Linked DNA regions of Mus musculus: regions 2, 3, 4, 5 and 6 are each linked to region 1. The links are chromatin contacts, called in public Hi-C, HiChIP or PLAC-seq, Micro-C and capture Hi-C maps. All regions are on one chromosome and are shown on one strand. Each heading gives the region's core, a stretch centred on a gene start, on an enhancer-like site or on the middle of the called end of the contact. The rest is flanking DNA. Distances are from core to core; before and after follow the strand shown. Region 1 holds the start of Crtap (cartilage associated protein). Region 2 overlaps Ubp1 (upstream binding protein 1). Region 3 holds the start of Cmtm7 (CKLF-like MARVEL transmembrane domain containing 7). Region 4 holds the start of Fbxl2 (F-box and leucine-rich repeat protein 2). Region 5 holds the start of Cmtm6 (CKLF-like MARVEL transmembrane domain containing 6). Region 6 holds the start of Susd5 (sushi domain containing 5).

Region 1 (4,903 bases), core at 1,764-4,263:
TGCTCCGGCTGCCTTGACCTGCCCTTGATGACCAACGGTACCTGCAAACTGTGAGCCTTCTTCCTTCCTTTTTTTTTTTAAATCTTTTTATTTATTATATGTAAGTACACTGTAGCTGTCTTCAGACACTCCAGAAGAGAGCATCAGATTTCGTTATGGATGGTTGTGAGCCACCATGTGGTTGCTGGGATTTGAACTCAGGACTTTTGGAAGAGCAGTCGGCGCTCTTAACCACTGAGCCAGCTCACCAGCCCACCTTCTTCCTTCCTTAAGTTAGCTCTGGGCACTGGGTCACAGTAAGGAGAGAAGTAACCAACGCAGGCAGACAGGTGTGATGCACCAGGCTCCCCGAGAGGACGGCAGCCTGAGGCCCCACATTTTGACAGAATCCTGGCACAATCTGGCAGTCAGAAGGGCCTCAACCACTCAGGCATCCAAGGCCCCTGTCAGCCTTCCTGAAGGAGCACTCTAAGACAGGGATGGTGACTAGGTTTAAAGAGAGAGATACACACACACACACACCACACACACACAGAATGAGAAACAGAGACAGACAGACAGACAGACAGACAGACAGACAGACAGAGAGACAAGCATGTAAGCCACATCAAATTCTTGAGAATAAGGTATTAAGAGAGGCGTCAATCTGTCCCTGAATGCCCCTAAACTTGAGCCAAGTCATCTGGATTCAATGGTGGCTTTCATGTGGCAAGGCGGGGAGGCTGGAGAGGGCAGGTGTCAAGGCTGATGCCCGGAGAATGGCAGGAGGTGGCCTCTGGCTGGTTGGACTTGTGAGGAAAACCTGAGCTGGCAGTTGGAGAGAAGGGAAGGCTTTGCAGGCAGCCAATGACCTGAGACTTGATCTAGGCACCGAGGAAGAGCACTGAGGAAGAGGAGGGCCAGCAAGATGGCTCAGTGCATAAAGGTGCTTGCCACCAAGCCGGATGACTAAGATCGACGCCTGGAGCCCACGTGCTAGGAGACAACAGACTCCACAAACTGTCCTCTGACCTTCACTCGTGCACACTGTGTGCCCACTTGTGCACACACATTGATTAAATTAATAAAAGCAAAAAAAAAATTTTTTTTTCTTAACCAGAAAAAGTAGAAATTGGGTTTTGAGAGTTCTCTCTCTGCCTCAGCCCCGTGAAGGCCCAACAAGCTGACACCCTTCTGTCCAGCAACTGGGAATTCAAACCTCCCAGAGCAAGGACTTAGAGGGCAGGGAGCTGCAATTTGTGGCTATTTTTAGCAAGCAATCACAGGCAGAATTTAAGCAGCCAAAGAGAAGAGGCAGTAAATGATCTGTCTTAAATTCTAGATGACAGAGGGAGACAGAGACAGAGAGAGGGAGCAGAGATGAACCTGGGATCTGCACACACTTCCCTGAGCAGAGGAGTTTGCCCCTCAAAGAGCAGGCCGCATTTACAAAGCCCTCCTTCCAGTTCCAAGTACTCTGCTGGGGCCCTGTGGCATATTTGCTACCTCAGCACAGGCTGCAAACAATTTTCACAGGAGCTGGGAGGGGTGGAGCATGCAGGAGGTATGCAGGCAGGAGGATAAAGAATTCACCATCAGCCTCCACTATATAGCAGTTCTGAAGCCAGCCCAGGTTACATGAGGAAAAAAAGAGAGAGTGAGAGAAAATAATTTTTATGCTCAAGATGAAGGAGGAAGGGCGGGATTTGGAGAGCTTTAGCAGAGCTCTGTGGCAGAACCTGGGTGAAGGGGACTGGAGCCATAGCTCAGTGGATAAGGGCACGTCCTGCCCTTGCAGAGGACCCAAAGTTCTCTCTGTTCCCTGTACTCAGGTTACACTGGGTGGCTCACAATCACCTCTAATTTCAGCTCCAAGGGATCTGCTGCCCTCTTCTGGCCTCCATAGGCATCCACACACGTATGACATGGTATACACACAGACACAGGCACACAGATTTCACACAGCACGCACGCACATAAAAATATAAATGAGAAAAAAAAAATCAAAGGATAAAGGAATGATGCTCGAGGTTGAGTGGCAGGGCTGAGCCTTGGGCTTGGTGGGGCTAGACCTAGAGAAGTGGCCCAAGGGAGGCCCAATATGGGATGCTGCTGGTGAGCGCTCACAAGGGAGGGTGGGGCAAGATTGGACCCTGTTCGGTAGGACAAATTTTGAGGGAGGGTGATTGTGCAGAGGGGGATGGTCCTGGACACAGGACAGGAGATGTGATTGGCGGGGCCTGGGTGGGCGAGGCTCAACTGGACTGCAGGCTTGCTGGGGGGATTGGGATAGGGCAGAAGTGGTTTGGGAGCTGGGGTCGGCTAGACCGGATCAGCCGGAAGGGGTTCTGTGGGCGGGGCTCGGGGGCGGCGACCTGGGCTCGACAGAGAGCGGCTCGGTAGAGTGGGCGGGGTTTGGCAGGGCGGGGTTCGGGGTGGGGCGAGTGCCCTTACCTTGAAGTAGGCGAACTGCAGAAACTTGTAGGGCTCGCGCTGCTGAAAGTCCGCCAGCACTGAGCGGCTGGGCTGCGACTGGCGGAAGGCGGGCAGGCCCTGCTTGCAGCGCTTGAGGCACTGCGCGCGGCGCAGCACGCTGCCGAAGAGGCGTAGTTCGGCGTGGCTGGCCGGGCCGGCGGGCGCGGGTGCTGGCGTGGCCGCGCTGCAGTTGCGGTGGCAGAAGGCCTCGCTGTCGCGCAGCAGACGGTGCAGCCGCAGGCTCACCTCCAGGTAGCCCACGCTCTCGGCCCAGTGCTCGCCGCTGTACTGGTCGAGCGCGTGGCGGTAGGCCGACTCGAGCGGCATCAGCTCGTCCCGCGGGAAGCTGCGGAAGCTGTAGCGCTCGTACTGCCCGCGCCCGGGGGTCGGCGCGCACCCGACACACAGCAGCACCAGCAACGCGGCCGTAGGGCTGCGGGGCCCCATCGCGCGTGGCCCACGAACCAGAGCCCCGAGCTGAGGACGCGCGACGCGGCAGGCCTAGGAAGGGAGGCGGGGAAGCGGGCCGTGGCCCGCCCCGTCCGGCAGACCTCCTCGCCGGGGGACCGAGATGGGCGTGCCTGGAGGAGGTGCTCAGCCTTTGCCTCTGAAAGGTGGAGGGGTAGGACCCAAGTGAATTCCAGGCCAGCCTGCGGTGCGTGGAACTCCCATCTTTGACAGGAAAGAAAGTTTATAATCACTTTAAGAATGTATGGGCCGCGCACGCCTAATTTCTGGTTCACCACATCCTGGTTGGGGTGCGTTTTAGTTTTCGACTCGGTCTCCTAGCTGTAGCCCAGATTAGCCTTAAACTCCCACTATAGTTCAAATTTATTTCAAATTTACATCGCTAAGCCTGCCATAAATAATAGGCTGCGGGTTTACAGGCTTCACACTTTGAATAGCAATGCTATTGACCTAAGGTTTTAGAGGATGTTGCATGGATAAAATTAGTAAGAATACCGGTGGCTCCTTGAATATCGTGTGACTTGTCTAGTTGAGGATATATTACGTCTTAGGATGCTGGAGGAATTTACCTGAGCTATATGATGAAGACAGCATTAAGAAAAAAATTCTGAGCTGGGCGTGGTGGCGCACGCCTTTAATCCCAGCACTCGGGAGGCAGAGGCAGGCGGATCTCTGAGTTCGAGGCCAGCCTGGTCTACAGAGTGAGTTCCAGGACAGCCAAGGCTACACAGAGAAACCCTGTCTTGAAAAAAAAAATTCTGTACACTTTGAAATAGTTTACAGCAAAGGTATAGGGATAGAATTCAAAACTATATATATATACATACATACATATACACATACCCTTTTGTAAAATATGTATGTATGTATGTATGTATATATATATATATATATATATATATATATATATATATATATATATACACACACATACATATACACATACCCTTTTGTAAAACTTAGAAGCTGACTGGCTCACCTTTGATCCCAGCACTTTTAGAAGGCAGAAGCAGTGAGTCTCTGAGTTCCGGAGCAGCCTAGGCTACACAATGAGACCTTGTCTAAAACAAACAAACAAAAACAGAAGGTATTTAGAACTTCCGAGATTAGCTGCTAAAGGCACTTGGTACCAAGCCTGATGACCTGAGTTCAATCTCAGGACACTTTGGGAAAACAGAATCGGCTCCTCCACGTCAATGTTTGACCTCCACACCCGTGCTGTGGTACCTGGGTGCGGTTCCCGGTCAGGAGGCCAGGAAAACCAGGTTCTTGGGGAGGTTCCTGTAAAGGATTTATTACAACAAGAATTCCTCATTCCTTTTCAATACTGTATTTACTGTGCTATTCAATAAATGGATGGGCGTTGGGATTAATATTAGATCATATGACTGTAAGATTAGAATTGGAGATATCAGAAATCTGAATAAGGGCTGGAGAGATGGCTCAGTGGTTAAGAGCACTGACTGCTCCTCCAGAGATCCTGAGTTCAATTCCCAGCAACCACATGGTGGCTCACAAACCATCCGTAACGAAATCTGATGCGCTCTTCTGGAGTATCTGAGGACAGCTACAGTGTACTTACATATAATAAATAAATCTTTTTTTAAAAAATCTGAATAAATCAAGCACCTTCTCTGTAAATGAGAGCAACCAGTAGTTGGTCTTCTTGTATTTGTTATGGCCATACCTTATCTCAAATACTAATTAACAGCCGGGCTAGGTGGCGTACGCCTTTAATCCCAGCACTCTGGAGGCAGAGGCAGGCAGATTTCTGAGTTCGAGGCCAGCCTGGTCTACAGAGTGAGTTCCAGGACAGCCAGGGCTACACAGAGAAACCTTGTCTCAAAAAAACAAAAACAAAAACAAAAAACAAAGCTGCAGAGATGGCTCAGTGGTTAAGAACAGTCTTCCCTCCCAGAGATCTTGGGTTCGATTCTCAGCATGCACATGGTGCCTCACCACCTCATGTGACTCTATTTCC
Region 2 (4,903 bases), core at 1,436-3,935, 420 kb before region 1:
GGTGCCCACAGAAGCCCGAAGAGTCAGATCCATCCCCTGGAGCTGGAATTAGTGCTTATGACATCCCTAACATGGGTGCTAGGACCTGAACTTAGGTCCTCTGCAAGAACAGCATGTGCTCTTACTTACCTGGCAAGCCGTCTCTCCAGCCCCAAAGCTAACTTAGTTTGAGATAACATTTTGCTTAATGATAAACTGGAAAGACAGTTAAGAGATGATTCAGCACACATTCTCTCAGTTTCTCACAAAATTATAGTATACTGTTGTGAACAGAAGTCAACACTAATAACGTGGATGTATAGATCTGTCACTGCGCAGTGAATCTAGCTCTATGCATCTACCACTGCAGTTAAGATATGCATACATGTAGGGTGTCTGTCTACACAGGTACCGACTGTCTTGCTGTCTCATAGTAAGGTCATTCTTCCCCACACACACCGCTTTGCCACACACACTGAACTGCCCTGCCTCTGACTAGTCACTCTGAGAATGTTCAACAAATAAAGTCCTATAGTATGTGACCCTTTGAATCTGGCCTTTTCTTCCTTGGCCTTATGAGCTCAGGTCCCATAAGGCTGACCTGTGTCCTGTAGCTTGAACCTTTCCACATAGAGCAATGATCTCAGTTGTGTGGCCTTGCTCAGCTATGTGTGTCGTAGACAGCCTGCTCTTTTTTCTGCACAGGAAACTAAGAGAATGTTTTGGTGGGACTTTAGGTGTCAAGCAGCATTGCCTTGGGGCATACAGGAGAGAGCATTCGGGAAGCAGGGGCAGTCCTTGTACTTTTGCCCATAGTACATTTGCTAATGAGTCCTAACCAATCATTCTGAGAGCGCTGGCCACAGAGATGTGGCCGCTAGCATTCTTTTTTCTTGTGTATGGAGCCATTGAAACAGTTTAAAAGGACAGACATATCTGTGCACATGCCCAGAGGAAAGCCTGGTTTTACAAACAGTGATGTTTTTATTATGTCATTTATTATATTGTTTGTACACTGGGTACTTATTCCTCATGTAGCTCTTGAACTCTAAAATTAAAATTCCTTGTAGAAATAATTTGCTTGCTGGCATCCACCTTTTTATATGATTAAATAAAGCCTTTCATGTGTGAAAACCTAGAAATTAGATGAAGTTTGTGAGCCCTTATATAGGGCAAGTGCATGAAGAGCAGACATAGAACAGCCTTTAATATCTGGGACTTGCATGTTACTGCATGTTCTGTGGAGCTGTAAGACTCTCCTTGTACGCATTGATCACAGGGCTTGGCATTCTGCACTTTCCTTAACCTGGGGCCTTCCTCTCAAGGGTTCCTGCTGAGCCGCTCTCTGGCACATCACCTGAGCTGCAGCACCAAAGAGAATGGCAGGAGACAGTGAGGACAGTGAGGTCTCTTAGGTGGTCATCACAGTTCAGAGCTGGGATTCACTATCACCAGCTGGGATATATCTCTTCATGAGTTACAGATGTCACAACTAGGATCCCTGCTTCAGAGCTGTGTGACCCTAATAGACAGAGAACCTCTTTCTCTGCTATTTCTTTCCAAGAGTGACTCCATACAGGCTCACGTCTCATGGGAGTTAGGCCTCTCTGGTTTTTATTTATTTATAAGCTAGGACTCTGTCAAGCCCTTTCATTTGAGCCTCTGAAACAAAGCGAGCAAGTGAAGCAACGCCGTTATCTTCTGCATATGGGAGTAGATGTTTAATATATGAAGTCATATATTAAGGTCTGGAAGGTCTTGACTGATATTAAAAGAGTAAAAAGATTTTGTATACATCTCCAAATATAGTAAGTATTGAGTACATGAAAGACTTTCTCTGACTACCCCAATTTCACTGGTGCCCAGTGCTTGTTCAGTCTTGTATCCACTTCTCCCTTATATACACTGCCCTTTTTGATGCTTTTAAGGCAAATCCTAGACACCAAGTACTTAGGGAAGCAATCTGAAGGAACAGGGTGATCTTCTACTAAGCTCTCCTGTTAGAACGGGCTGTGGGGATGGAACTTTATAGTGTCTAACTTGTATTGCACACAGTGCTGTAATGAAACCCGCTCTCCACTTTGCTTCTCACTCACTGGTGACTTTGGGCAAAGTTCACCAAATGTCAATATTCCATTTATGTTTTTAAAAAGGAAAAAAAGCAGCACCAGGGCGTTAGGGAGATTCAGAAACAGGGTTACCCACAGCCCAGCGACAAGGAAAGAAAGGCAGATAAGGAATAAGGAGTCTTGTATTGGGAGCAGACGGGCCTCCTGGCCATGGCCACTGACTTATCAGCTTCTGGCACCTTGTTACCACAGCATGTGGTTTCTGTGTTAATCGTGGCTGTGTGTACTCCAGGATACCTGTTGCTGCGCAGACGGACAGACCTGTGCAGTGACACTGTGAAGCAGCAGCTCTGTCCATTCCTGTCTTGCTTATTTGAGGATCTCTGCTATTTTCCAGGTGCCGACTTATTAAAGCTGACAAAGGAGGATTTAGTTCAGATTTGTGGTGCAGCCGATGGAATTCGGCTCTATAATTCCCTGAAGTCAAGGTAAAATACCACAGACTATTTTGCGTGAGCTGAAAGTGGACTTTTCTCTGCGTGGGGGCTTTGGTGGGCAGAATGTGTTTCCACGCTAGGTTGGCGTGTGCCTGTGTGCGCCACCAAGCATCGGCAGCATTGTGCTCACGAGAAGACTGTTTTGTGTACACCTTCAGGGCAGGCACTGATGAGGGCAGAGGTAGACTAAGACTGGTAGCAATGCACATGGGCAGGACTGATTTCTTGAAGACGACTGGGTTTGTTGCCAAGAAAACAAAACTTCTAATTTAGGTGAGCTCTACAGAATCTATGGTTTTCAAGGTCATGATTATTGTTAAGCAGTTATTAAATGTGAACTTGTAACTGTCAATTAGAATGCTAGAACTGTGACTGTGCTGGCTTTGAGACCCACTGCTGCCATTACTGTCTCTAGACTTGTGTGCTGAGACTTGAGTAAACTCCAGCCTTACTGATTTCAAATTGCTTAATCAATCTTAAAACTTAAATTTACCAGCATCTGACAGACCATCTCAATGGTTTAGAGTCTGGACCTGTGATAGTTGGTGTGAGGTGTGTGGTTTTTAATATTTTTATTAGAAAATTATTTTGCATAATGAAATAACACTGTAAAGTTCTCACCAGGAAAACTAGACCGTAGATTCCTGTAGTTGTTGATTGTACCTGCTGGGGCAGCTTACCCTCACAGTCTCATTGATGGCATCTTCTGATTACAGGTCGGTTAGGCCCCGCTTAACCATCTATGTCTGCCAGGAGCAGCCGAGTAGCACCGCGCTGCAAGGGCAGCCACAAGCTGCAGGCAGTGGAGGTGAAAGTGGCGGTGGGACGCCCTCCGGTGGGTATTGAGGGCGTTTCCTTCCCATACTCCCTCAGACTCTGATGTGAGCGCGGGACTGCCGAGCAAGCACTAGGAGCAGCTGTAGGGTCAAGTCCTGGGGAAAGGAGGAAACTAGAACTTTCTTTGTCCTCGCTATGCATGCTGTAGATCTCTTTTTATGACTTTTATGTAAGACATTCCCAGCAGTCAGAACAATAACTTGCTTGAGGCTTTCTGGATGAATGTCACATTGGTTGCTTGCTGGGGAAAGAGGTTGTTGTTTTGGTTTGGGTTTCTTAGGTCTTTTCCCCCTCCATTTCATTAACTAGATGGGGACTGGGGGGACACAACTCCTGACTATCACACATGAACAAAGACAAGTGGATGTAGCAGTCTTCCTCCACCCTCCTCCTCACCCACCTGGGGTGAGCATCCATTGTGTTCCCTGCAGGCAGGATGGTGGGAGCTGTGTATTTAAGGGTCAGTGTTAGCACAAGCTGTATAGTTTACCTTCTGACTAAGGAGGACTTCTTTGCCTTGCAGATTTATCTCAGTTGGACAGTGTGAAGCACTCTGGCCTCTCCCGTCTCCTTTTCCCTCCCTCCTTTGATTAGAAACATTTTAGGAGTGTGACAGGTTGGGCCCAGGTCTTACTAGGTAGCCTAAGCTGGTCTCGGCACTGCCATTCTCCTAAATGAATTCATCCTCCAAAGCACCGAGGTTACCGGTGTGCAGCAGCACACCTTGCTCTCATTTGTGTGATGGTATCAATGTCCCCTCTCTCACATTCTGAAACAGAATGACGGTGACATTCAGCTTCAGGGAAACATGTATTGTGGCATTCTAAGAGGTAGCTGATAGTAGTAGAGCTCTGAGAAATGCCTCATGGCTTGGATTTCTTTAAATGAATGGAAGAGCAGTGATCACAGCTGTGGCTTTTAAGACTAAGGACATGAGATTCTTCTTTTTTGGGGTTTGTTTTGTTTTGGTTTGTTTGTTTTAAGACAGGGTTTCTCTGTGTAGCCCTGGCTGTCCTGGAACTCACTCTGTAGACCAGGCTGGCCTCGAACTCAGAAATCTACCTGCCTCTGCCCCCCAAGTGCTGGGATTAAGGGTGTTCGACACCACTGCCCAGCAGGTCATGAGATTCTTAAAGGAGCTCTCTGTATCACCGTCATACACATCACTCACATTTTGCCAGGAGTGTAGTATTAGGGCATATGTGTGTTCAGAGATGAGTGTTGTACGGGAGTAGTGGAGACATGGGAGACCTTTATTTTATCCTTAACCATTCAGCTTTAGTGAGCTAAAGACCAGGTAGTAACTCTTTGGACACAGGGGCTTTCCTGCATTGAACTTGTTCACAGCCTGCCCTCTGTGACTTCTTCAGGCTGTGATAAATAGCTTTGACCCTGTTCCTATAAACAGAAAGTTGTGTCATTTTATTAAAAGAACCAGAGGGCAGGAAGGAGTCCCCACACAGTGACGTAGTGCTCCTCCAGCACTGTCGTCAGTTTTGAGCTCTAACCTAAGCTGCTCAG
Region 3 (4,903 bases), core at 1,775-4,274, 390 kb after region 1:
CTTGTGTGTGACCTCGCCTCACCAAGGTTAAGATTTCTCTGGATCATTAGCAAGTTCAGACTCTGCCAGAATTGTGTGTTCTGGGGATGCAAGGAGCGGATACCGGTGAAAACCGGACTTGGGCTGCTGCCACTGGCAGTGTGGCTTTAGGCGCTCATACTGCCTTAAGGCGGTTTCCTTACTAGTCAAAGACATAGCTCTCTCCATCCCTTAAAAACATTTAGTGAAATGATGCAGTCAAGGTGTAGAGTATGCAGTTCCCTGTGCATTGTTAAGAGCAGTACATGGCTTAAAAAAAAAAAAGGAGAGGCAGTACAGGCCTTCAATCTCAGCATTCAGGAGGCAGAGGCAGGCAGACCTCTTAGTTCAAGGCCAGCCTGGTCTACAGAGGTGTTTCAGAACAGTCAGAGAGAGAAACCCTGTTTGGATAAAAAACCAAACAAATGAACAAAAAGACACCTCAAAGTCAAGACCAGCGACCAAGGCACTGACTACTGAGGAAGACGGAGCGTGAGGACCCAGCTGCAGGAATTCGGCCTGGAGGAGAGGCGCGCCAAGGTTCCCATGTAGCCCAGGCTGGCCTAGAATTAAGTAGATGAGAATAACTGTGAACCCGAGTCTCCTACCTCTACCACCTGCGTTCTGAGATTAAAGGCAGGATCCACCACCATACCCAATATATAGGTTGCACAACTGGGCACGGGGCTCTTCTGATCCAGCACTCTACCAATGGAGCTACAGCCCCGGCTTTGGCCTTGGCCGTCCTTAGTTTTTAAATTATGTACGTATATCTGTGTGTGAGTGGGTGCATGTGAATGCAGGTGCCAGAGGGAGTCAAAGGCATCAAATCTCCCTGGAGTTATAGAGCCACCTGAAGTGGGTGCTGGGAATTGAACTCGGGACCTCTGGAATGGCAGTACAGAGTCTTAACCACTGAGCCATCTTCCCAACCCCAGCCTTTCTGGTTCTTAAGGTAATATGTTGAAAATTCTCTTGGTCAGAACAAGCTAAAAACACTTCACAGAACCAGAGGTCTGTATGTCACTGAGCCACGGGCAAATTGGGATTGTGACCCCCCCGAAGGGCGCTCACAGCGCATCTGCTTCTGTTTACCCTCAACAGATAAGCAGAGGATTCTGACAGTGGAGATCCCAGTCAGAGTTGCGGGGCAGAGCAGGAGCCAGCCAGGGCCAAGCAGGCAGCCTCACTCCCAGGACTTGGTCATCTTTCTACGGGGTTTTAACTGGAGCATGCAGAGAGGCGGCGGGCCCATGACGTCATGGTTAAAATCCACACTCACTGATTTTGGACAAGCTCTGTATCACTGTCATCCAAAGCACACAGTAAGTATCCCTGCTCCTCAGTCTCACGGACCAGCATTCTCATCGCCATTAATTTTGTGCACCCAAGTCACGGCCCAGCAAGGGCATTCCCTTCCCATCGGCTTCCCTTATGGATCAAGGCAGAGGCCTGATCCAAATCTCTGCCGCGGCCCTCGTCTTCGCATGGGCGTAAGACTGTAAAGTCTCTTTGACTCCAACCATCCTTTAATGATCAAAGAGGTGGCCTCTCGGGCTTTTATTTGGCTGATCAAAGCCCTTAGCCTGGGTCCCACACACCATCCACTCAAATCCAAGACTGCTTAGCACCAGACCTTTTTAGTTCCGTATTAAAACTGCCTGTGTCCCAATCTTGGTCCATTTAGGCACCCTTCTCAGGAGAGGCGGAACGTCTTCCTCCCACCTTTCTACACTCTAGGCATCCAAAATAACGGTTATGGAAGGCACAAAGCTCTGGCCCTGTACCAGCCCCGGGGGGGGGGGGTCGGGGAGGGGGGAGGCTGCTCCAGCTTCGCTGGCAGGTCCCAGCTTCCGGGTCTGTGACCTTGCACTGGGGTCCCTACATCTCTCCGCAGCTTTCTACAAACCACCACTCCCCTCTCCACCCATGATAAGTAGGGAATTCAAACGGCCCAGCCCAGTTTCAAAACACACCACACAAACAGAAAAGGTATTGTAGACGAGACATTTGCACAGAGGTTGAAAAACAAAAACGGGAGGGAAAAAAGAAGGGTGGGTAGAGAGCGAACAGGATCAGGCCTGGTAAACTTCTGGTCGGGCCAGAAGCTTTTGTGCAGCTCTGGTCACAGTAACAGCCGGCTGCTCGCCTTGCCCTGCCTGGCTCCAAGCGAGCACCAGAAGCCCCCTAGCCACAAGCCTGCCTAGTTAACCTAGTTAACTAGTTCTGCCTTCTGAGGCGCCTCGGAAGGCTGACAGGGCGCAGGGGACCTGGCGATGGTCTGAAAGGCGGCGCTTCTCCCGATCCCCAGCAGAGATTCGAAAGTCAAGCCGAGCCCTCTTGTCGCCGAGCTCTACCCTCTCGGGCGGGAGCCCGTGCGCGGCCTGGAGATGGCAGGGGATAGCAGGAGACTCTCCCTCCCCCAGCCCGGGTGCGAGACGTGCGGCCTGGAGAAGAGGAAGGAAGACGAGGAGGAACTCGCACCCCGGGTTTCGGTGGGGAAGTGAGCTGGGCCCGGTAGGGAGGCAGCTGGAGAAGTGAGGGGGCCAGGGATCCTGTCGGCTGTTCCCGGAACTTTCTAGGGGGACACTGGGGCATCAAAGGGGCGCGCGGTGCTCCCAAGGTCCGGGCCAGGTGCAGCCCCGTGTACGGGTCCCCAGGTTCCACTCCACTCTTCTTACCATCTGCGCCACTTTGAACAGGGCGCCGTGGGTGAGCGGGTACACCCGGTCCAGCAGTCCCTCCGAGGGCTGGCCTGGCCCCAGCGCGCCGCCGCTGCTGCACGTGGTCCGGACGAGCCCCGATCCATGAGACATCGCGCGACCCAGCCCGGGCTGGCCGCCTCCGAGGCCCGGGGACCTCTGGCCGGTGAAGCTGGGACGGGACGGGGCGGAGCCTCAGGGGCGGGGCGCACGGCTCCCTCTTCCCAGCTGCGGCCGGACCCGGAGAGGACTCGGGAGCAGATGCCCCGCAAGCCCCTGCCCTCTAGACACGCGGAAGTTGGACTGGCGTGGGCAGGAAACCGGACGCCTGGGGCCCTGGCCTCTCCCAGGAGCGCACCGCCCAGGTCACAGCTGGTGATGAGCCTCCAGGGATTTTTTGTGTGGGTGCGGCTGCTACTAGGTACTGACACGAGTAGGGGGAAATGCCCTGAGCATACCGTGCTGCGCTGTTCATTTCTGCTTCTGTGTGTGTGCACGGGGCACGCACCTGTGCCACCATCACCTACAGCAATAAAAACAGGTCCATCGCCTCAGGACCTTCCTCCCCCACCCTCCCACCATTCTGCTTTCTTTCTTATTATTTTTTTTTGTTGTTGTTATTTTTGCCTTTTTTTCTTTCTTTCTAAAAACATACTCTCTCTTGCCAGAGTTGGGTAGCACTTATTTTTAATTCCAGCACTAGGAAGGCAGAGGCAGGAGGATCTCTGTGAGTTCGAGGTCAACCTAGTCTACATAGTGAGCCCCAGGACAGCCAGGACTACACAGAGAGATCCTGCCTCAAAAACAAACAAAACAAACAAACAAGCCAGGCTCTCAGTGTGTACCACTGGCTAACCTGGAACTCCTGTATAAACCCAGCTAGCCTCAAACTCGCAGGTATTCTCCTTGCCTCTGCTTCCCGGGTGCTGGAATGATACCATACCCAACCGAGGTGACTCTAGGCACTGTCAAAGTCGACAGTTAAAGCTAATCAGGACACCACTCTCAGCATCGCAGTACATCTTTTTAAGTATGTATGTGTGTGTGTGTGTGTGTGTGTGTGTGTGTGTGTGTATACAGAGGCCAGTGGAGGATGTCTAGTGTCCTGCTCTGTCACTCTGTCTACCTTACTCTTCGGTGAAGAGAGATTCGTCTATCTCAGGACATAGAAAATGTCTGATAAAAGCAGCCTAAGAAAAGAGGAGAGATTCTTTTGTCTCATGATGGAATGTTTACTTTTCTTTTCCTGGTCTGTTATTGGACCTGGGGTGAATAGAAGTTTGTTTGTCTCAGTGTTAGAAGTCAAACAACACCAGGTTAGTCCTAATTTATGCTCCCTGCCCACACGCAGGGTTTCTCTGTATATTACTGGCTGTCCTGGAACTCACTCTGGAATCCAGGCTGGCCTCAAACTCAGAGATCTGTCTGCCTCTGCCTCCCCAGTACTGGGGTTAAAAGCGTGTGCCACTACTGCCTAAGACTTTTTTTTTTAAATAGATTCTTTGATTTTTTTTTTAACTTAGTGAATTTATTTTATGTGTATGGGTGTTCTGCCCACATCTAGCTCTGTGCGCCATGTGTGTGCCGGGTGCCTGCAGAAGCCAGAAGAAATTACAAAGCTGGAGTTACAGTTTTAAGTTGCCATGTGCAGGCTGGGAATTGAACTTGGGTTCTCTGGAAGAGCAGCTGGTGCTCTTAATCATTCAATGAGTCATCTCTCCAGTCCAAGGAAGACTTTTTTGTTTTGATAGTCAACAAGATTGAAGCCTCATCAAAAGTTAAAATGGCCAGAGATCAGACTATACATTTTGCTAATATGCTCAGCCAAAATGGTTACCCCTTATAACGCCAAAAACCCCACAGTCTCCTCTTCTCTCATGTATTCTAAGTACCTACCTTTGCATAGGTCCCAGCTTACAGCATCAACCGTATCAGATGTATCAAACCTTCCCTGCCCATGACAGTGTCCTGCTTACAGGTCACTTTTTGTGTACTTGCCTTTGAGACACGGTCTCACTAAGTATCCCTGGCTGTCCTGGAACTCGGTAGGAAGACCAACCTGGCCTTGAACTCACAGAGATCCACATGCCTCTGCCTCCGAGTGCTGGGATTAAAGGTGTGCACCATCTGTATGTTGTTTATTTTAAAGTTGTCAGACTCAAGGCTGTGCAGGCAAGCTTGGC
Region 4 (4,903 bases), core at 1,680-4,179, 360 kb before region 1:
TACTCTTCCCATCAACCGCATCGGGAACAGAAATCCAGACTCCATCATGGTCAGCGAGCCCAGAGACCTCACGGTGGAAGCCTCTCTGCCTCAGCTAGCACCTCCCCCTCCAGGTGCCGAGGACTGTGGGCCTTGAGCTAGCCAGGCAAGTGCTCTGCCACTGAGCTACATCACAGGACCCTTTCACTGTGAGACAAGCTCTCTCTAAACTACCCCAGTTGGCCTTGAATGTAAGACCTTTCTGCCATAGTCTGTGTCGGGAGCCTATATGCCAGCCATCCTGGAACCCAGGAGGCTGAGGCAGGAGAATCACCACACATTTGAAGTGCAGATGGCCTATAGAGTGAGTTCTAAATTAGTCAGGGCTATTAAAAAAAATCTGCCTTAAAAGGTAAAAACATACAAACAAAAACCTCCCAGAGCCCAGTTGGTAAAGTGCTTGTCACAGAGGTCTGAGGACCTGTGCTTGACCCCCAGAACGCACATAAAACAAACAACCATAACCCCGAGCGTGCTTTAATCCCAGCAGAGGAGTGAGGTGATCTCTGGGGCTCACTGGCCGGCCAGCCTAGACGAAGTGGTGAGTTTCAGGTTCAGAGAGAGACTCAGACTGAAGAAAAAACAAAAGCAAACAAAAAACAAAAACAGGTACTGACACCTGAGGTACAACACTCAAGTCTGGCCTCTGACCTACACACACACACACACACACACACACACACAAATACACACACACACACACAGAAGGGGGGTCAAAGAAGGCAAAAACAAAAAAAAAGAGAGAGAAAAAGAAAGGAAGAAAAACTATAATGTAAAGAGGAAAACTATCATTAAATATTTCAGATGGAAATTTCTCCCAAATTCATGCTTCCCACACCTGTAACCGGACCCAATTATAGACAAAAATCACAAAATCAGAACGAGGGGTGCAAACTAGGGGGAGACATCAGACGGAATGAACTAAAACGGGAAAAACATGTGAGATACAACATACAATTTAAAAAAATAAATTTCTCTTATAAACTAAATAATAACAACAAGACTCGTTGGCAACAAAGTAAGACATTCTAACACTTAAGGTGTTCCAAATGAACTAAATAAACCAACCCCTGGATGTCTGTATACAGCAACCACAGAGGAAAGTTAGGAAGAATAATAAGATGAGATGAGGAGGAAAAAGAGGAAGAGGGGGAGAGGGACTGAGAAGAGAGGGGCAAGCAGGAAGAGAGCAATCTAAAAAACAAAACAGCAGCAGCAGCAACAACAACAACAAAACAATACTGTTTCGTTCTGAGCACCAAACAGCACTATATAAAGAAATCATGAGTTCTGTGTCCACAACCAGCAGAGTTCTGGAAGCAAGCCGAGATGCCGGACAAACTCCCAGAGCTGTCCTAGGCAGAACTGCAAACACATCCCCAACCCTGGGAGCGCAGATCCCTTCCCTTTGCCAAAGGGAAGGATACAGAGTCAGGAAGGGCCAGGCACGCCCACTCTGCAGACAGCACCTAAGCCAAAGCTGAGAACTAGACGCAAATCACTCCAGAAGGCTCGGAACCAAAGCATTCCAAACAAGAAAGAAGCCTCTAGCTTCTACTCCACAGCATCTCCACAGGGGAACACAGATGCTCTACAGCACAGCCCACTTGTGTGTGGTGCCTGTAACCACAGTGATGCGGAAGTCATGGGTGAGAGTGAGGACCCCCCAGCCTAGCCAAGTCGGTGAGTCCAGGTTCAGTAAAATACGGTAGACAGGGATGGAGAAAGATGATCATTGACCTCTGAACCTCACACCGTGCCTACACACACACACACCAAGCAAATCCCATCTAATCACTCATGGCAGATACATATTTTTTTCCTTGCATTATTTATATGGAGGACATGCCCTGTACAGAGAGAGGTCAGAGGATAATTTACAGACTCTCTGCTCCCGACACTCATGGGTCAGGGGTAGAAAACTCAGGTCATCAGGATTGGCAACAAGTTCCTTTAACCCCTGAACCATCTCACCGGACCTCTAGATACGTATTTCTTAAAATTAGGCACTTCTCCATTAGCTGACCCTCAAATATCCTATTCCCAGGAAGCGTCACAAACCAGGGAGCCCACTTCTCTTCCAGATGGGGGACTCTCAAGAAATCACGGCGTAACCTTGCCCATTAGAGCCAGCACCCAAGCCAAGTCAATTAAGGCTTCAAACAAGAAGCTAATGGAGGCCAGGTGGCCTGCCCACAGCCTTTCAAGTTTATTGAGCAAAGCTAACGGCTTCTGTAAGGCGTTTACAACGTACTAATGACAGATTCATTAAATCTCTCACTGAAAGTGCAGCACTCAGGAAAAAAAAAAAAGTTCAGCTCAATGCTTTCTATTTTTATAAAAGGGGTGAAAGGGTATCTCTGAAGCCACCCATTAAATCCCGTCGTGCTGGGAGCCCCGTTAGGACGTAGAACTTGAATCAAATGCATGGTTCGGTATTGACATCATTGCATAAAAGCAGCCTGAAGTACGCAGCCTGAAATGTGTGGCTGTGGGTATCTATGTAACCACACCCTCTGGTGGCTTCCCGGGCACGCTCGTGACGAACAGCGTCACCGCGTCGGGGTGGTCCACAGAGTGGAGGTCCCGGGTGTGCAACAGAGAGCACAGCGTCCCGGTGCCCCCTGGCATCCAGGACCTGGGAACCTGGTTTCTCAGGACCGATCTCACCAGCCTTGCCCTGCCCTGCTCTGCCCTGCCCTGACGCGCCCGGCCTCATCCGACCCGGCCCTGCCCTGCCCTGCCCCGCCCAGCAGCCCTAGGCGCTTCTCTGCGTCCTCCCCTAGGCGCCCAGCATCTCCGCTGCCCCGCAGGCGCGGGCCCCAGACTCACCATGGCCGCGAGCGCGCCCACAGCCTGAAGTCACACGGCGCCGGCGACGCCCGTTGTCCTGGTGACGCCAGCCCGACGCCCCGCCCCGGCCTCAAGGTGGGCTCGGAGACCGCTATTGGCCTGCGACTGCCACGTGATCCGTAGGCACGCCCTTCGGCCCGCCCACTTCTCCTTGCCCCACGCAGCTCTGAGGAGGGAGCTGGCTGCCCTGGGGCTCCACACCTAGTCCTTTCCCATCACCACAGCATCAGCATCACCTTGACGCCCTTACAACCGACAGGTGTCCCAGATATGCACTGGCCAGAGCAAAATACCTTTGTGGATTCTCTCTATTAAAATAAACAAACAAACAAGGGGCTGGAGAGATGGCTCAGTGGTGAAAGCTCCTCTAGAGGTCCTGAGTTCAATTCCTAGCAACAGCATGGTGGCTCACAACCATCTGTAACAGGATCTGGTACCCTCTTCTGGTGTGTCTGAAGAGAATGACAGTGTACTCATATACATAAAATAAATAGTTTTTAAAGGAACAAACAACAACAAAACCCTAAATTGTTGGAGCTGGGAATGTGACTTTTAGTTGGCAGCCAATTGCCTCGGGTGCATGAAGCCCTGGGTTCCATCCCCAGTGCCACATAAACCTAGCATGGTGGTGTACACCTGTAACCTCGGCATAGGGAGGTGAAACCTGGAGGACCAGATAGGTCATCCTCAGCGAGCTCGAGGTCAGCCTGGGATATATATGACCTTGTCTTGAAAAACCAAAACCAAAACCAAAACAAATACCAATCACCCAAGATGGCACTCAATTGTTGAGGCCGTTTTAAATGATCAATGAATCCGATCACAGTAAATGCCTGCACCTGAAATGGTCACGGCTGGTATTCTAATCTACTCGCTTGCATGCTTCCAATTAAATACATTCTGAAACATGCATTTATTCTATAAGCTACTTCCTTTGATTAAAAAGTATTATCCTTAAACTGGTGCCAAGTGGCTAAGGTGGAATCCTAAGTACTTGGGAGACAGAGGGCAGCAGGGTCTCTTGAGTCAGGAGTCCAAATCAAGACTGACCAATATAGAGAGACCCCATGTCAAACACATAAACACATTGATATGTGTAGTCTTTGTAGCTCTTTTACTGATGTAGCTTAATAAGCATAGTTTCTAATTTAGTAAATCAGATGGCAATTTGTTGGGTTTTTTAAATGTGGCTGAATAAAATTTGGATACCCTCAGATCCAGTCCATCAACCTGATAGAGAAGAAATATTTAGTATAGGAATGAGGTTCAGCTGGTAGGGCGCTTGCCTAGCTCGCATGCAGGAACCCTGGGTTTGATCTACAACACTGCAGAAACCTTGTATGGTGGTGTCTTAGGGTTTTACTGCCGTGAACAGACACCATGACCAAGGCAACTCTTATAAAGGCAAACATTAGCTGGGGCTAGCTTACAGTTTTAGAGGTTCAGTCCATGATCATCGTGACAAGAAGCAGGGCAGCGTGCAGGCAGGAGCCGAGAGTTCTACATCTTGACCCACAGGCAGCAGAATAAGATCATATCTTCCAGCCTCAAGATCTGAAGCAAAAGTATGTTGTCTTCCTGCCTCAAAATTCGAATCATGGCTGTGATCTTTCCATATCTGGACTGAGTTTCATTCCAGATAGAGTCAGGCTGACAATCAACAGCCATCGCAGATGCTCATGAACAGTAGGCTGGAGGGTCCGAGGTTCAAGGTGATCTATCCTCCTTGCTGCACAGGAAGTCTGAGCCAGTGTAGGCTCCATGAGACCCTGGCTCAAAGCTAACTAACTAGATATAAAAATCACCCTGACATCTCCCCTGCGGTGCCTGACAGACACCACTGGCTTTACATTCCCAAGGTTCTTGCTCCCTGGTCTTTCCAACCTCAGCAAACACTTCTAGTGTTGCCTGGTTGCTCTGATCAAATTGTTCTTGATGCCCTCCCCGCCTTTCCACCCTTTGACCTTGCTTTCCATTAACAAACCTTCTCAAATCTGTCTTTAAAAAAAAA
Region 5 (4,903 bases), core at 1,017-3,516, 340 kb after region 1:
ACTAAGTTGATTTATCCTGGGACTGGAGAGATGGCTCAGTACTTAAGGGTAGTTGATGCTCTTGCAGAGGACCCAGGTTTGATTGTAGGCACTTTACAACGACCTATAACACCAGTTCCAGAGACTCCAATGCCCTCTTCTGACCTCTGTGGGCAGAAGAGATTTACCTGGTATACAAATATACATGCAGGCAAATATAAATTTAAAGTTAAAAAATTTATTTTTTCCTTTGTATATTTGTGCAGGGGTGTGTGTGTGAGAGAGAGAAAGAGAGAGACAGAGAGAGACAGAGATCAGAGACAGACACACACGGAGAGTGTGCATATATGCATATATCAGGAGAGTCCATAGAAGGACATTGGATCCCTTGGAACTGGAGTTACAGGTGGTTGTAAGCCACCCTATGTGGGTGCTGGGAACCAGACTTAGATTCTATTAAAGAGCAGAAATTGCTTTTAACCACTGAGCCATCTCTCCAGCCCCATAAATATAATTTTAAAATCTAGGACCTACATATGAGACAGACCATATGGCCTTTGTCTTTTGAATGTGCCTTATTTCCCTTCACAGTAATACTCTGTTGTATTCATTTTCCTACAGATGTCATGGTTTCACAAAACAAGAACAATAAACTTGAGTAAAATTCCACTAAATGTTCTGCATTTCTTTTGTCCACTCATCTGTTGGCATGGTCAGTATGTTCATGTCATATATCAATATCTGACACTCTGATTAATCTTTTTGTTAATTGTCCTTTGAAATTTTCATTAATCTGCTAACTGTCCTGCCAGAAAGGATTTTCTGTCTCTGGTTGGCACGGGGCAGTAAACTTAATATCCAGATCTGGTTTTCAGTTGTACTGTAAACATCCAATGATACTGAAAAACAAGAACAGGGAAGACAGCTTAGCTGGTAAAGTGCTGGCTGCCATTGGTGATGTGAGTTCGATTCCTAGAACCCATATAAAAAGACCAATGTAGCCTGTGCTTGTAACGGCGGAGCTGGCAAGGCGGGACGCTGATCTCTGGGTCTTCTTAGCCTTTTAGCCTCACCTATCTAGTAAGCTAGGTTCAGTGAGACACACTGCCCTAAAACAGGGTAGATGGTGCCTGAGGAACATACTCAAGGTTGACTTCTGACCTCCACACTTGCACCCGCGCGAGCCTGCACCTTCATACGCGGGTGCACCCCTCCCGCCCATGAGAAGATGACTATCTGAAAGATGGAAGATAGTGAGACGTGAGAAATAAGTCAAATCTCTGTGGGAGGAGCATGGAGGGGTGCAGCTCAACGGGGGGGGGGGCGGGGGGGCGGGGCGGGGGGAGACGGGGACGGGCGCGGGGGAGGAGGGCGGTTAGCATACAGAAGGACCTCAATGTGATCTCTGGCAGTTTTAAAAAAACAAAACAGGCTGAGGGGAGGAGGAGCACGTGCCTGTAATCTCAGCACTTCAGAGACAGAGGCAGGAGGATTGTCACTAGTTGCAGACTAGTGCTGGCTATGTACATAGTTCTAGGCTAGTCTGGGCACGTGAAACCTTGGTTTTATTTCTTTTATTTTTAAATCAGACCGAAACGAAACTAAAAGACACAGATCAAGTCAGGGCGGAGAGGTGGCTCAGTAGGTAAAGGCGCCAGTTACTAAGCCTGAAAATGAATTCAATTCTCAGGAAGAAATGACTCAGAATAGTTTTCTGACCTCAGCACAACGCTCCTTCTTAGATAGGTGGATGGACGGATGGATAGATAGATCGATAGATAGATAGATTAAAAATATAGATAAAATAGATAGATTAATCAAAGTGTAATTTAAAAAATCCAAAAAACAAAAAAGCTGAAGTCCATCGAAAGCATGAAACTGTCAAGAGTTAGCCGGGCAGTGGTGGCGCAACGCCTTTAATCCCAGCACTTGGGAGGCAGAGGCAGGCAGATTTCTGAGTTCGAGGCCAGCCTGGTCTACAGAGTGAGTTCCAGGATAGCCAGGGCTACACGGAGAAACCCTGTCTCGAAAAACCAAAAATAAATAAATAAATAAAATAAAAACCCAAAAAAAGAAAGAAACTGTCGAGAGTTAACCAGAGAGCAGGAAAGGCAGAGGGGTGTGGCGAACAAGAGGCGCGGCAAACCATGGGGGCGTGGCAAAGGGAGAGAAATTCTATGGGCTGGAGCTCAGCAAGCGAGGGGGCGTGACGAGGCGTGAGGAGGGCGGAGTTGACCGGAAGCGTGGGCGGAGTCCCAGGAAGTGACGCCCCCTACCGCTCGGCCGAGAGTTTAGCTGGGTGAGCGAGTGTTTGCGGGCGATGGAGAACGGAGCGGTCTACAGTCCCACCACCGAGGCGGCCCCGGGCACTGGCAGGGGTGCGCGCAGCGGCCTGGCCGCCTACTTCGTCCTGGGCAGGCTCCCTTGGCATCGGCGCATCCTCAAAGGCTTGCAGCTGGTGAGCCTACGGCGGCGGCCGGGACCTGTGGGCTGAGGGCTGGGGTGGATGCCTCGAGGCTGCCGCTCGCTCGGCCTCCTCGTTCGGGAAGCAGCCGTTTCCACACCCCAGTTCCTTCCCTTCCTACCCGGGAAGGAGGCGTTGCCGTCCACCGCCTACCCGTGGCCCGGCCTCAGCCTCTTAAACCCTTTTTCCCTTCTCTCAGCTAGAATTCTTTCATTATCGCCCAGAATGCTTGTGTTTCAGACAACGTAGTGCTTTCTGTTTATCTTTTCTGGCTTTTGCGGTTTTCCGGGTGCTGGCCCATTAGGGCAATATAACATGTCGGATAGTTTGTGTATGTGTTTAACTTGCACAGTGAGTTTGATCAAGGCAGAGAGAGTCGAAAGGGCATCTTTCTGCTTCATGTGTGCGGGTGAGAGAACCTGAACCTGCTTCTCTTTATTTCCGCCTAGGCGTGAAACTGTAGTCATCTTTGCTATTTAAATTATGATACTCCTGCTGTGTCTCAGCTGCCAATGGGTATTAAGGTTTTTCAAGAAGACACTTTTCGGAAAACCAAATTGTTTAGAATGTTTATGGGTTTTGTTTAGTTTTGTGAGCCATTTATGCTAAAAGTGGCCCACTGCCTTTCTTGGGAAGATTTAAAATTCTCAAAACGCCGATAATCAGAACTTACATTCTTGGAACTCAGTTGACCTACTTTCCTGAAGTAGAAAGCCAGCAGTTAGAAAACTGGCGCTGCTTTTAGGTGCCAGCTTGGGGATGAGAGGAAATCATTCAGAGACAAGTGATAAGTAGATCTGGTCTTGTGTAACCCCCTACATCCTCCTAAGATGTCTGCAGTGGACACCTTTAGGTTCCGCAGGCACCTGGGTTCCCCGTCTTTGCGCATTTGCAGAACCTGTTCCTTTAACCCAGATGGGTGTGGTTTTGCCCCCACCCTTCCACCTCCTTCTTTTCCTTCTCCCTCTCTCCCCTTGTTCCTCTCTTCCTCCCCCTCTCCTTTCCATTCCTTCTCTTCCACTCTTTTTTCACAGGGTCTCAAGTCTCATGTAGTCCAGTTAACTTTAGACTCACTAATGTAGAGGATGACCTTTGAACTCCTGATACTGCTGTCTCCACAGTGCTGGGATTACAGGTGTGCTCCACCGTGCGGTCTATGTGGTGCGGAGAATTGAACCCAGGGCCTTGTGCATGCGAGGCAAGTGCTCTGCCTACTGTGCTATAGCAACAGCTCCAGATTGTGTCTCTTTTGCGCTTCTCTTTTGCCCTTCTCTGCAGTAAACACATGTGTCTAATGGAACCTTTTGAACAGAGAAATTTCTGTTTGCTCCAAGGAAGTCATCTCTATTGGTCTTCTGCATGGGTGTGCAGAACAAAATCTCTTATTTTTAGTTGCTTTTATTTCTTTTTCTAATAAGAAATGCTAAAGCCGGAGTAAAAAATTCTCATTATTATAGTTCAGCAGGCCTTAGCTCTGTGTCTTCAGAATAGGACACAACCCGAAGTTTTGCTGGTGTTTTGCAGTTGAACCATAGAGATGAGTTTGCCTTGAAAAGGTCGTTAGCTGCTCTGTGTGTATTTGCCATCATGGGAATAGAGCAAAGCACTCTGTGAAATCCGTTTGTTATGGGGAACTTGTAATGCTAAAGCATGCTTTCTTTAAATACTTTACTCCCTATACACCCCACCTCCACCCCAGGCTGGCTGTTTTGAAACTCACTCTGTAGGCTAGGCCGGCTTTGAACTCAAGAGTTCTGCCTGCCTCTGCCTCCCAAGTGCTAGGATTAAAGGCTAGTACTACCACCACTGCCCACTTTTTCATTTTTATAGTTGCCGTTTTGTTCCTGCTTTTTCTGTTTTAATACAGTCTTACTTATTAACAATAAAAATATACTACAGGGTTACTAAAGAAAGTCCCAAGAAAGCTATAGATGAGGTCTGTTTGGCCAGGCTGAGGGCTGTAGGCAAGACTTCTCCTAGTCTTTAGTTGATTTAAAGCCTAATAGAATTGCAGAGCTCTGATAAGAAAACAAGGGTGTGGAGACACCAGAATCAGAAGCAGAGGCATAGTGTGTTAACAAGGAACCTTCAAGCCTCGGGAAGTGCATTTGCAGTGTTTGTATGTGATTCGGTTATTCTGGGCCCATGAATCTTATTAGCAGGTTTTCTAAGACTGCAAAGAGAAAAGAAGCCTGTTGTGAAACAATAGACCTGGGAGAGTGGTGGTGGTGGGGCTAGGTCACCTCTAGGTTCTTTCCACCCTTAGATCTCCCAGGCTGCTTGGGACTTGCTCTTACCAAGCTAAATATCAAGGGGCACGTGGTGAGCCTGCAAACCCGGGAGATTCCAATACAAGTGTAAAACTAGTCTTGGAGCAGTGCTGCTGTACCCGTCACGTCTGACCTGCCTCTTGTCAAAGGCTTGTCCGTCTGACATCTATAGTGGAGGCTCACTGTCTCT
Region 6 (4,903 bases), core at 653-3,152, 330 kb before region 1:
CTGGTATTCTATTCCACTAGAACATGTCACCATGTGTCACGCTGTTCATCCACTGATGATGCCCAAGCTGCCCCTGATTGGCACAAATGAGGGAAGTATGAGTAGTTCTGAACAAATCTTTCTGTGGATGTCCGTTTTTGTTTCTTCTGTATAGACGCCACAGTGTTTTTCCAGGACAGGAGGCAAGCATACACTCATGGGAGACAGCTGGACAGTTTTCCCCTGTGCTTGCACAAATTATACCTCTAGAACATACCATTTCCTCGGAGGAGGACAGGCCAAGACAGACCTGAGCAAAGATAATGTTTAAAATGCCATCAGGGTTAGGTAGTGAGTTGCAAAATGACTTCTATGATGTTTAGCAGGCACTGCCGTCAGATGGGTCTCCTGGTGTTCTTGCAGGCAACTTTCAGTGTCTCCTCCAGCCCAGACATGTGAGATCTCACCCCTAGGTTGTCTTGACAACTGCTAAACTGAAAGTATCTAGGTAAATTCACTTATACTTACATGGGAATGAGTCTCAGCCCTCACCCCATCAACACCCTCAAATACCTACATTTGAAATGGGAAACTTAACCACCTAAAGGGATTAATTCACGCTGGTTGCTTTGGAGGAGAGCTGCTGTCCTTTTAGTGTAATCTGAAAGTTATGTGAGGGCTAGCAAGATGGTTTGGGTTGTTAAAGGCACACACACACACACACACAATTGAAAGTTGTGTGAAGCCTTGGGCTACGTACGGTAGCACTCACTATCTGTGGGGGTGTTGGTGGGAGGGATGTGAGTGTGAGGTTAACCTGGGCTAAATAGTGAGCTCCAGATTAGCTTTGGCTCATGTAAATAATGTGAGCTGGAAAATGATGTCTGTCTTGTGCCTGATGTGGTTCAAATCCCAGACCATACTGTGAGAAGCCAGTTTCTCCCATAGCTCACTAACTGCAGACAGCTACTCATGGTTTAGCACCAAACTCCTGCTTGCCCTTCAGCATTTGGCTCACCTAAACAGGACTTTTCAAAAGGACAAACTATGGGACTGTTACATCAAACACAGGGGCAGCCATGTTAAGGGCACATGACACCCATTTACTGGCTGCGTACATTAATATGAAGGGGATTTACAAACTGCACAGAACCATTACTGTATTAATCTTAACAATGCTATTATTCTCTATTGATTGAGTAATTGAGTCGAGTCTTGCTGGCCTGGAACTGGTAGCAATTCCCCTGCCTTAGACTCCAGAATGCCAGGATTACAGGGACATTAACCACCAGGCCAGGCAAGAGAGCTGGGGTTATGTGCTCTCCAGTGAGCCGCTGCTGGAGAGGCAGGACCCTGTGAACTGGAAGGGACCTTCTGTCCCAGGTGGGACCAACCTTGGGGCTGATAAGCGTCTTAAGACACTTAAGAGTGCAGCTTCTCAGACCAACCACTCTCCAAACCTGAGAATTCTAAGCGCTCTGGAGGTCACCAAGATCTGAGTGATAATGATGTTTAGGAACTCTGAGGTGATGTAGGAAATGCCTTTGAAGGAAATATTTAAATTAGATGCACTCCCTCTAACCTCTGCCATCCTCCTAGTGTGTTGAGATTATCAGCTATTACCACCACGCCTGGTTCTCTGCGGTGCTGGAGAATAGAACTCAGGCTCCGTGCCTGCCAGGCAAGCCCTCTGCCAACTGAGTCACATCTCAGCCCCAAGATGGCCTTTCCCTAATAGGATGGAGGAGCTCGCTGTCCTGAGGACCGAGGCTAGCAAATCAGCAGCTTCCCTTCTTCATTTAAAAAACCGTTCGTTTAAAGAAGCTTCTGTCTATAAGCCTGCGCCCAGCCAACCCTGCGTGACGACGGTCCTCCCCTCGGGGGTACCCACTGCCCGCCCTCCAGGCCCCGGGTGCAGCCCCTTTTGGCACCACAGCTCCCAGGTGCCCGGCGCGAAGGCGGAGCCGGACGGCAGCCGCCTGGGTGGCGCCACCGAGACCCCCGGGAGTTCGCAGGTCCCAGCGCTCCGGCTGCGACTCCCGTAGCATCCCCGGCCGCGGTACCAGCATCCCCCGGACCTCTCTGGCCGCGCTCAGTCCGCGGACGCCTCCACCATGAGCGCGGGGCCACTATGGCCGGCGCCCGGCAGCCTGCCTGCGCTCTGCGCCGCGCTGCTCCTGCTGGCTCTGCAGCCGCCCCCCGTGCGCGCCGAGGGTGAGTGTCCGCAGCCCGGAGGCCAATCGGGCCGGAGATGTTGCCTGGGACTGGCCACCCTGAGCCCCAGCATCACCGGCCCCGGCCCTTCCCCGCGCTCCCCACCACCTCCTGCCCCCCTTCCCCGGAGAGAGCTCCAGAGTCACGTCTAGGCTGCCCTCGAACTTCCCCTACTGGGACTGATTTATCATCTTCCTCCTTTTCTCATAAGTGGGTGCCCCTCCCCGAGGCTGATGTTAGAAAATCTGCGAGTTGTCCAGGAAGATCTTGTGGGGATCAATGCCCTGGGCCAACAGGGAAGCAGGGTGTCTCGGGTAGAGGACACAGCTCCAGCTGAGGCGCTAGGGGTTTGGGGGGACACAAAACAAACAGCACGGCGGGAGCCGAGCTGCCAGGTAGGGGTGGATGCCTTGGACAGGAGATGGAAAACCAGGCAGCCAGATGATGCTGACCCACTTTGTCTTATTGAACCCGAGCTTAGCTTTAACATTTTAAAACATTTAGTATTTATTCTGTGTTTGTGCTTTACTTTGTTTTTAAAATCCGAATTCAGTTTTAATTTTACAAATTCGGGGAAGGGGTGTTTACATGCATGCTTGCCATCGTATGAGTGTGAAAGTCAGAAGACAACTTGGATTCACTCTTTCCCGGTGCACTACGCGGGTCCCTGGGATGGAATTCTGGTCATCAGGCTTGGCAGCAAGCACCCTTACCACTGAGCCATCTCGCTGGCCCTTGAATTCGGCTTTTGATACTTGCCTGAAACTGGTGGGATTAGAGCCCTGTGTCAATACAATTTCCGTTTGAAAAGCGAATTCAGCTGTGTTTAGACGTCGGAACAAAACCCCTCTGAACGGGAGGATGTGAAGGGAGCCTGCTGTCCTCAGCCTCAGAGCGTTTCTAGAAAGTCCACCCTTAGGACAACCTCGACCAATAGGGGAGAAAAGCCCTACACTGATTTAGGAAGCTTTGCGTAGATTGAAATATCGTTATTTTAATTTGGTAAAGCATAAAAGATGAAGCTGAAGGTCAGGGAAAGTAACCCCTGGTGCATGAGAAAACGGTGAGGGGACACTGTCACTCCACAGACACGACGGGGCCAGGTTTGTATGTGTCGTGCTGGCCCTGGCCATGGCTTTAAGCATTAAGAGAGAACATTTTTTAACTCTAAAGGTTGTTATGACTCCTAATTAGTTACCAATTAATTTAAGTGGCAGTGCTGTAGAAACATCCCACCACTGGGCCATAGCCTTGGCCCCAATTGTTAAAAATCTAAGTAAATAAATAAATAAAGATCGTTTTTAGAAATCTAGATATGCTTCATAAAAATTACCATTTCAAAATGTAGAACTGCGGTTTTTATTTAGTTGAACAATGTTTGCACATCTAATTCTAGAACATTCCATTACTGCCCCATGGAACCCCTTTGCAGTATGTCCATTGGTAATGCTTTGGGATTTCTGGCCTGATGTTGAGTTATGAACATTCAAATGATTTTAAAGAATGCACGTAGAAGGGTTGGGGTTAGTACTTTTGAACAATGTCTACTTTTGTTCCAATTTTAATTTCTTCAACCAGAATCTCTTTCCACGATGTTTTATCGAGTTTCACCACATTATGAACGCTTAAGCGGAATGCCACATGGATGAAGACCAAAGTTTTGTGCCTATCTGGCTTGGGGTGGGGCAGAGAAAAGAGAAGGCAGGATTGTCATCGAGCAAGGAGAGACTGAGGAGCCCAGCACGTGTTTATTCTTACTGGAAACACTTCCTTGTTCCCATCACCCCCACCCCGCCCGCCACGCCTTTCTTGTTTCCATCACCCCCCCACCCCGCCCACCATGCCTTCCTTTTTCCTCTCTCCGATCGACCTATGGAGAATTATGATCACACTTCATTTTAAGGAAACGCCACATACTAAGCCCTCCATTGTATAGCGGAGCCATGGAAGAGTCGTAAAGCATACTGTGAACAGATTCCTCCCTGGGTCCGTGCTTACTGGCCTTCCACACACCCACTTATCTGAGTCTATGCAGGGTGGACAGGGATTGACTGTTTAGCTGAGAATCGTTATTATAGATATTTGAAGAGATTTGGACAAAAAAAACCCCCTCAGTCTCTTAAAAAATTAAAATTTAGGGGCTGGAGAGATGGCTCAGTGGTTAAAGCACTGACTGCTCTTCCAGAGGTCCTGAGTTCAAATCCTGATAACTACACAGTGGCTCACAGCCATCTGTAATGGGGTCCGATGCCCTCCTCTGGTGTGTTTGAAGATAGCTACAGTGTACTCACATACATAAAATAAATTTAAAAAAATTAAAATTTAAACAAAAACATTTAGTAAATGTGTGACTATTCCAACATGTCTCACATACACAAAGTAAGGGACCACTGTATTTCTGCATTTTACTTTGTTTTCCATGTGTGTGTACAGGTTGTGCATGTACACTTCTTGTGGGGTCCAGCAGTTGGCACCAAGTGTCTTCCTTAATCCCTTCCTGTTTGGTGGTGGTGGTGGTGTGTGTGTGGGGGGGGTGTTAAATTTTAAAACATTTTTTATTTGTAATCAGTGTGTGTGTGTGTGTGTGTGTGTGTGTGTGTGTGTGTATGAGTGTAGGTGCCTTTTGAGACTGGTGATGTGGGATTCCCCAGGGTGGAGTTCCAAGGGTTGTAAGCCACCCTGTGTGGGTGCTGTGACCCAAACTCTGGTC

Evidence for each region. A called contact is a pair of places that touch in the nucleus more often than the background predicts. HiChIP or PLAC-seq counts read pairs in DNA pulled down with a chosen protein or histone mark. Capture Hi-C pulls out chosen DNA fragments and counts their contacts.
Region 2: a contact with region 1 is called in a Micro-C map of the G1E-ER4 cell line, with 3 times the contacts expected there. The contact joins the enhancer-like site here to the promoter of Crtap in region 1. A contact is called at or near these places in 3 of 39 promoter capture datasets (the 3T3-L1 cell line, embryonic stem cells and liver), 25 of 484 Hi-C or Micro-C datasets (the AML12 cell line, B cells, the Ba/F3 cell line and 17 more), 7 of 115 datasets of contacts at active chromatin or transcription factors (bone marrow-derived macrophages, embryonic basal ganglia, embryonic hindbrain and 4 more) and 2 of 9 other capture datasets (embryonic stem cells and liver).
Region 3: an H3K27ac HiChIP or PLAC-seq map of extraembryonic endoderm stem cells shows a contact between it and region 1. The contact joins the promoter of Cmtm7 here to the promoter of Crtap in region 1. A contact is called at or near these places in 1 of 484 Hi-C or Micro-C datasets (embryonic stem cells), 2 of 115 datasets of contacts at active chromatin or transcription factors (extraembryonic endoderm stem cells and memory CD8 T cells) and 1 of 9 other capture datasets (adipose tissue).
Region 4: a Hi-C map of extraembryonic endoderm stem cells shows a contact between it and region 1, with 2.4 times the contacts expected there. The contact joins the promoter of Fbxl2 here to the promoter of Crtap in region 1. A contact is called at or near these places in 2 of 39 promoter capture datasets (hippocampal neurons and stem cell-derived epiblast-like cells), 3 of 484 Hi-C or Micro-C datasets (the Ba/F3 cell line, embryonic stem cells and extraembryonic endoderm stem cells) and 9 of 115 datasets of contacts at active chromatin or transcription factors (astrocytes, embryonic basal ganglia, embryonic forebrain and 4 more).
Region 5: a contact with region 1 is called in a Micro-C map of embryonic stem cells, with 4 times the contacts expected there. The contact joins the promoter of Cmtm6 here to the promoter of Crtap in region 1.
Region 6: a capture Hi-C map of macrophages shows a contact between it and region 1, with 2.4 times the contacts expected there. The contact joins the promoter of Susd5 here to the promoter of Crtap in region 1. A contact is called at or near these places in 1 of 484 Hi-C or Micro-C datasets (embryonic stem cells), 2 of 115 datasets of contacts at active chromatin or transcription factors (embryonic stem cells and stem cell-derived neural progenitor cells) and 2 of 9 other capture datasets (embryonic stem cells and macrophages).

Annotation. Positions count from the first base shown.
Region 1 is chr9:114,387,699-114,392,601 of GRCm38.p6, forward strand. It overlaps Crtap (cartilage associated protein), which reads right to left and starts at 3,014. Exons shown (of 7, transcript NM_019922.2): 1 at 2,434-3,014. The coding sequence starts at 2,901.
Region 2 is chr9:113,966,881-113,971,783 of GRCm38.p6, forward strand. It overlaps Ubp1 (upstream binding protein 1), which reads left to right. Exons shown (of 16, transcript NM_001372510.1): 12 at 2,446-2,536; 13 at 3,262-3,380. It also overlaps a transcript of Fbxl2 not described here. Among named protein-coding and RNA genes, the nearest start is that of Ubp1, 38 kb to the left of the region's middle. Within about 2 kb of position 2,686, at least 34 of the 459 cell types and tissues checked have an H3K27ac peak or open chromatin away from gene starts, as enhancers often do. A contact at or near this core is called in the G1E-ER4 cell line, where this site is marked.
Region 3 is chr9:114,778,969-114,783,871 of GRCm38.p6, forward strand. It overlaps Cmtm7 (CKLF-like MARVEL transmembrane domain containing 7), which reads right to left and starts at 3,025. Exons shown (of 5, transcript NM_133978.2): 1 at 2,700-3,025. The coding sequence starts at 2,834. It overlaps Gm9888 (a long non-coding RNA gene), which reads left to right. Exons shown (of 3, transcript XR_003948087.1): 2 at 1,123-1,343; 3 at 2,330-2,704.
Region 4 is chr9:114,023,822-114,028,724 of GRCm38.p6, forward strand. It overlaps Fbxl2 (F-box and leucine-rich repeat protein 2), which reads right to left and starts at 2,930. Exons shown (of 15, transcript NM_178624.6): 1 at 2,872-2,930. The coding sequence starts at 2,874.
Region 5 is chr9:114,728,937-114,733,839 of GRCm38.p6, forward strand. Cmtm6 (CKLF-like MARVEL transmembrane domain containing 6) reads left to right here and starts at 2,267. Exons shown (of 4, transcript NM_026036.3): 1 at 2,267-2,437. The coding sequence starts at 2,300.
Region 6 is chr9:114,055,452-114,060,354 of GRCm38.p6, forward strand. Susd5 (sushi domain containing 5) reads left to right here and starts at 1,903. Exons shown (of 5, transcript NM_001101510.1): 1 at 1,903-2,193. The coding sequence starts at 2,094. Gm36883 (a long non-coding RNA gene) reads right to left here and starts at 1,848. Exons shown (of 3, transcript XR_379916.4): 1 at 1-1,848.